2 separate regions of the Rattus norvegicus genome follow, and region 2 is linked to region 1. Evidence: chromatin contacts called from public Hi-C data. All regions are on one chromosome and are shown on one strand. Each heading gives the region's core, a stretch centred on a gene start, on an enhancer-like site or on the middle of the called end of the contact. The rest is flanking DNA. Distances are from core to core; before and after follow the strand shown.

Evidence for each region. Hi-C and Micro-C count contacts between places; a contact is called where the count stands out from the background.
Region 2: a contact with region 1 is called in a Hi-C map of the A7r5 cell line, with 5 times the contacts expected there. The contact joins two enhancer-like sites. A contact is called at or near these places in 5 of 12 Hi-C or Micro-C datasets (the A7r5 cell line, kidney, liver and 1 more).

What each region holds. Positions count from the first base shown.
Region 1 is chr9:49,910,221-49,913,512 of GRCr8, reverse strand. It overlaps Il1r2 (interleukin 1 receptor type 2), which reads right to left. Exons shown (of 9, transcript NM_053953.2): 5 at 3,204-3,292; 6 at 301-363. Among named protein-coding and RNA genes, the nearest start is that of Il1r2, 32 kb to the right of the region's middle. Within about 2 kb of position 1,767, at least 15 of the 93 cell types and tissues checked have an H3K27ac peak or open chromatin away from gene starts, as enhancers often do. A contact at or near this core is called in the A7r5 cell line and liver, where this site is marked.
Region 2 is chr9:49,960,059-49,963,350 of GRCr8, reverse strand. It overlaps LOC120094675 (a long non-coding RNA gene), which reads left to right. Exons shown (of 3, transcript XR_005489115.2): 3 at 783-1,011. Among named protein-coding and RNA genes, the nearest start is that of H3f3al3, 29 kb to the left of the region's middle. Within about 2 kb of position 1,685, at least 14 of the 93 cell types and tissues checked have an H3K27ac peak or open chromatin away from gene starts, as enhancers often do. A contact at or near this core is called in the A7r5 cell line and liver, where this site is marked.

The sequences.
Region 1 (3,292 bases), core at 518-3,017:
CAACAGTTAATAGCTATTACCAAATTATTTGCCCCATTGCCTTTAGGTTTTTGTGGGTATGACTTCCAGAAAATGAAGTATCGTTGCTCTCAAATAATGGCAATACGCCAGACAATACTTGGCAAAGACAAAGGTCCCTACAGTGGTCATGTCAGCCCCCACATATCGTGGTTTGCGGGCTCCACTCCGTCACTGTGCACCCAAAGCCATAAAGTGGTCAGCCGACGCAGGTCCCCAAAGCCCTGATAATTTCAGTCACCGCCATGGGCACGTGGGTAAAACAATTCTTGAGGTCCTTACCCAGAGATGCTGGTATTGTCTCCAGGGGAGAAATGATCACAGGGATGGGTTCTGTGGTTATTCCTGAGAAGGTTGAAAGGAAAAGAGATTGCATTAGGCGGGAAGCCTTGGTTTCCAGTAGAGATGCAGATTTCCTTCTTTAGCTAATTAAGTGGCCCTTCCCCGTGCGAGCAGACATTGTGAGAATCAGCCTTTGTCTGGCAAAGGAAATGGGCTCCCCATGAAAGTGAGCATCTTAAGCCAATGCTTTCCCGGCAGAGACATTACTGGAAGAGGCCACAGTTACACATTCCTCTGGCAGATGGTCTTTGTTATCTGCTCGGTGATGAACAATTAGCTACTCCTCCCCCAGGCTTCCTGAATGCATACTGATGATAGCCACTGGATGGGTTTTGCCTAAAGGTTTTGCCCTCCCTCAAGACTAGCCATTTCTTCATGAGCAGGCATGGGGGTTGGAAAATGGGTTAGAAAGTCGTCTGTGTATAAGGCTAATCCCACACTGGGTACTAAATTCAGTGACATACCTTGGTCACTGATATCTTATTAACTAAGGTGGTAAACTCTTTTCCGAGGCTGGAGTGGACCTCCGAGGGATTCGAACAACCTGGAGGAAACTGGGCACCTGAAGTGGAGCAAAAGGGCCATCTGGAGAGATGGGAGTGGAGGGCTGGGAGCCATCCCTCCACTGGCCTCACGGTTCTCGGTTTTGCTTACTAAAGAGCGCTTAAATTACCATATGACATAAGCACCAGATGAGAGGACAGTGTAGCTTAAGGAACAGGTGGCTTCTCCACTGTGAAAGTGGCATCGCTGCCTCTAACAAGGCTGGGACAATCAAGGGAGAAAGATCAGCATCACAAATAGGACAACGCAGTGGTTCTCCAACTCCAGGGTGTGCCTGTATGGCCTTAAGGGTGAAGGGCTTGGGAAATATAGATTATAGCACTTCAAGCTCCCAAGATCCTGTTTATCAGATGTACGTAGGACCTTAGATTCTCCTGTGTGGGTGCTACTCAGAGTCTGGGGGCAGGGAAGAGGGGGCAGTACACTCAAACTTCGCACGCATGTGAGAAGCACTCAGATTCTCCCTGTGTGAGCATCACTTGGATTGTGTGTGTGAGGAGTACTCAGGTAACTCTGCTGCGTCTGGTTCAGGACCCCCCATTCTTATATCTTGTGCGCAACTCATCAAATTTTATTTGATTTATTGATTGATTTTTTTTACTTACTTTATCTCCTGCTCACTGACCCCTCCTCCAAGTCATAATCCCTCCCACAATCCCTCCCTTTCACCCCTCTCCTTCTCCTCTGAGCGAGTGGGCACCCCATCCCGGGTATCCCCCAACCCTGGGGCTTCAAGTCTCTGCAAAGCTAGGTGCTTCCTCTCACACTGAAGCCAGACAAGGCAGCCCATTTAAGATCCACGGTGTGGCCCCAGTTTCAGAACTCGGTACAATACGCGGGTCTGCCGCCCCCTAGCGTTTCTGTGCAGTGTCACACAGACAAGTAGTGAGGCCCGCTCTCAGGCACCACCCCGAACTGAGCAAGAAGATGTCTTGTTCTCTTCTCACAGGACAGGATAACAAGTATACCCCAGAGGCTTCAATTCAGGCAGGATAATGACACAAATGAGCCTCTGGGGCTCACATATTTTATTCTACTCTCCTTTCACCTCGCTTCCTCTCTGGCATGTAAGAGCTGAGGGGTAGACATTAAACGACTGTTCAATGCTAGCCAGCCCTGTCTATCACGTTCTTTTCAAGTATAATCCGTCAGGTTTTCAAAATCTGAATTACTCTAAAACCTCACTTGTTCAGCAGCAATATAATGCTGTGCATGGAAAATTCCATACCATAAAACTCTGTTTTGATGCACAGAATTAATTAAAATACTGTGATAGTCGACCTGGTGGCATTCATGAGTGACTACAGCATGGAAAAGCTACAATAGGTTCTCTGATTAGAAGCCAGCTCATAGCCACTGGACCACATAGACGTTCTAAGTATAGCCAAAAACCCTGTCTCCAAAAATTAATTAATTAAATATTACATCAAACGGTTTTTGGGTTTTGTGTAATATATGAATAAAATATATGAAGCCTAAACTGATTTCAAGTTTAAACTTATGCCTATCCCCAAGATCTTACTATGCTGGTGAAAATATACGAATTCTTGAAAAAAAAATCCAGATTTTGAAGGTTTCTGTTAAGCTCTCAAGCAGGTAGTGGTCAGCCTGTACACAGGGCATCTGGATACAGCTTCAATGACCAACAGCCAGGGCACTCTGCACAGGCTATGCCAATGCTCAGCGCTCTGGTCGAAACCCCAGAAAAACAGTGGTTCTCACCCTTCCTGAAGCTGCCACCCTTTAATGCAGTTACTCAGGTTGTTATTTTATGTCAGCCACAAAGTTAGTGAGTTGCTACTTTATAACTATAATTTGCTACTGTTAAGAATTGTATTGGAAAGACCTGACACCTAGGATAGGTGACATCCTTCCCCCACCAAAAGGGGTCATGACCTACAAGTTGAGAACCACTGCAGTAAGCTCTCCCTGCTTCTGGCAAGAGCGTCCTGACCAGCTCGCGGTGCTCAAACCTTCCATTTCCCGGGACCCCTTGGTGTTGCTCCCTCTAGTGGTGAGTTTTAGCCTTGCACCCTTCAAATGCCTACTTTAATCCCTTTCCTGCCCAAGAATTCTCCTTCTCTTAGAACTTCCTGCTGTATATTTCTTAAAGTATCTTGTCCGTGTTTTAGTAACATTTAGAATAGTTGGCATACATTTTGTTTTTCTTCTTTTTCCTTCATGCCAAAGACGTTCGAGGGTTTCTAGGTGGTCCTGAATTTTCTACCATGTTGCTTCTAGAACCAGGCAAGTCAGGTACCTCAGTGTTGAGTATTTACCTTTGACCCGGAGTTCAATATTCCTAGTGATGTTGTATTCCTTGCCCTCGTAGGTAAATGTCATAACACATCTGTAATAGCCTGCATCT
Region 2 (3,292 bases), core at 436-2,935, 50 kb before region 1:
CTAAGATGATCTACCATGCATGTAGCACACGGAGAACCTTAAAATGAGGGAAGGAAGTCAGATCAGTGGTCCCAGGGTTGAGAGAACAAGAATGACCCAGTAGAGTATTTGGAAATAATTTCTGTCTTGCCCTGCTAATTGTTAACAGGAATTGTACACACATCAGAATGCATCTAGATACAGCTTCTAAAGAAGCACATTTTCTTGTTCTTAACCTAGATTATTAGTAACAAAATTGATTTTTAAAACACCAAAACAATATAATTTACAATGTAACAAGAAAGCATGGATGAGCCCAGCGAGTCAATGAGGACTTCCCACAGAGGCTGGGACTGCCTAGCCAGAAAGAGACAGAGAAGTAAAGGTACTTTGGACCACCCAGGTGACTAGTTTGTGGGACAGATGCTGAAGGAAGAAATGTAACTGAGAGGTTCAGGGATGGCATGAAGAGAAGATGTGGAGGAGAGTGGAAACCACATAAAAACAGAATGAAGAGTGAGGTAGAGATTGGGAAAAGCCTCTTGTATCCTTCTCGTGGACTCTGTCTCGGACCTCATGTTGCCCAACTGTGACATCTGGATCCTCTACAAGGACATCTGGGCCTCGTGACACAGGTAATACATTACTAATTAGGACTTATAGAGGTGATCCCTGCAGTGACCCAAAGGTGGCTACAAAGGGTCAGAGAACCACGTCAACAATGGGTTGTTACCTCTATTTCCTCCTCTTAAAAATCTGTCTGGGAGACACACATGCTTCAGAAAAAAATGTTTTCCGAGCAGGTTGGAAGAGTCTCACGGCAGCATAGAAGCAAAAAGGCCAGTCAGTGGTCACTGTCAAGGGAATGAACGGGAAGACAACCAGCCAACTTGGTGCCTGCCTACCGGCCTGCATTGTGTCCCAGGTCCCCAGCTCTGTGAGCCTCCACCCATGCTGGGGTGATGCAGCTGTCTTAAGTCATTTCTGTGCCTTTAAGGAACCCCTCACCAATATTCCCGTAAACCACCCAAATAAAACGCATTGGTTCACCAAATCGGACCCATACTTTACTCTGTCATGGGTTCCCTGTCTGGGTAAGCAGAGATGCGTATACTGTCTCCCTAGGAGAAGTCTTGTCAACAACAGAATGACAAATTTGAAAGTTAAGGTAGTGTAAGGTCATGAGCACCTGAATGCTGGAATAAACCAGGAAGCGTTGTCTTACTGAGAGCCAAAGTCATGACAAAAATCCAGTGGACGGTCCTGTCGAGGATCAGGTTCACGGTAAGCAATTCTACCAGAGCTCTGCCTCCAACTCTGCGTGGCTCCTCCCACAGCACCACGTCCAGCTCTCTGCGTGGCTCCTGTGCATTCCTGCAAGATTCCTAGAAGCTCTTTGAGATATTCCCTCTTACCATCCTCCTCTCTACACCCTGAATTATGAATCGGAGGCTGGGGAGGGAGCTGTTTGGAGCGAGCAAGGAGACCACTCTCTGACCCGAGAACCTCACCTCTCCAGTCTATGCTGTTCAGAACTAGCCCAATGCCTCTCAAACAATCCGACTTAAAGGACCTTTAAAAAGCAAACGTAGTGATGGGCAGCGAGTCCCAACAATTAAAACAAGCAATCCTGCAGGGCATTAAAGCATGTGGCTCTTGCCACAGGGTGTGCCTGAACAAAGCCTGACACAGTAGGATGACAACATCACACTCTCCCGGCGCAAGTTTACCAGAACTCGGATCGATGTCCACATCCACACCGCTGTTTCCCCATCAGTGAGAGACAGCCCTCCCTCCTGGAACACAGAATGATCGAACAATGGGATGTGGCCCGTGTACAACCTGCTCGACATATTGGTTGAGTGTTTGTCTTTACTGTCTATTGTAGTGCTAAGTGTGGGCCCCCAAGACCCGGAGTCTGTAGTAGCCCCTAGGACCCTGCCCCCAAGTTAATTCTGATTGGCAAATAAAGATACTGACAACCAATAGCAGGGCAGAAGAGACATAGATGGACATAGAAGAAGAGATCACAAGGAAAGGCAGAGAGAAGCCATCATGGAAGAATATGCGGGAGGAAAAGTGAGGAGCTGGCATGGGCTACGGGGCAAGAGAATGTGGCCCAGAGGGATGCCCGAGCAGCCCAGACGGGACAGAGTAAATAGTAAGATAATCCGGGCTTATCTTTAGGAAGGTAATCCTAACAACATGGAGGCCAGACAGCTGCCCAGCTACTGTGCTGCCTAAGGCTTATTTAGAAGTAAAAAGAATGTGTCTTTCACCCAGGAACATAAATGGTTTGAGGTGGGGAAGAAGCCCCATGCTGGATTTTTATTACTTTTTACCACACATATTTGCAACAAAATTAAGTTCTCTCTCAGTACAATAATACAGGCATCAGCGGAAACCCGCAACTTTCAGCCAGTAGAATCTAGGGAAACCTGGAACCTTGCCACAGAGTATACACAAAGTGCACACTAGGGAGAAAATTCCAAAAGGAGATGGACTTCTGGGAGTGGGGCAGCTAAGACATTAGGCTGGCTGTGCTTAACTCCCAGGCTCAAGCCTGGCAGTACCTCTGGCAAATAGCCCCAAACTGACATGAGTCACCGTGTAGTCTGGCTTCTGAGAAGGCTGTAACTCTCAGTCCCCTTGACTCACCCCTATTCTCTGTAGAGCTTCACCTTGCAGCCACCCAGGGATGCGGGACACAGAGGAGACTGTCACAATCAGCGCCTCTTACCAAGCCACACATCCTACGCTCTACTCTGGTGGCGTTTTAGCTCCTGCTGAGGAGACTTCCTAGGACATCGGGGACCAGATACTCTTGGGAGTGTAGGTCCACAGTTGAGCAGTGTCTGAAACTCAGATACTTCTGAGCCTTGAAGAAGCTGCCATTCCTTCTCTGTGGGGACAGACTCTCTGCTTTACTGGTCACAGAAGGAGGTGGGGGAGGCACTAATTAAGAAAGGGAAACTTCAAACTTCCTGAGTTAACCTTTCAGGTGTATCTGTTGGAAAATAATTGCTGGCCTCATACTGTGAGGAAGAGAAAGGGAAGTAAGATTTCCCAGCCACTTAGGGCCTGCCCACTCATCATGCAACTAATTGTTTAAAATGTATCCACTGTTTTGCTGGGCTGACTGTCTTCTAGGTAGCCATAGCTTCTCAAAGCAGTGCCGACGTAGGATCTGGAAGTAGTTTATGGGTTGCAAAACTTCAGACCCAGGTTTGAGCAGCCTGGGATCCTTGGGCAAATTATTCATCCTTTCTGTGCCTGTTCCCTTTGCGCAAAAGGAGTCAGACCGTGAGGACTG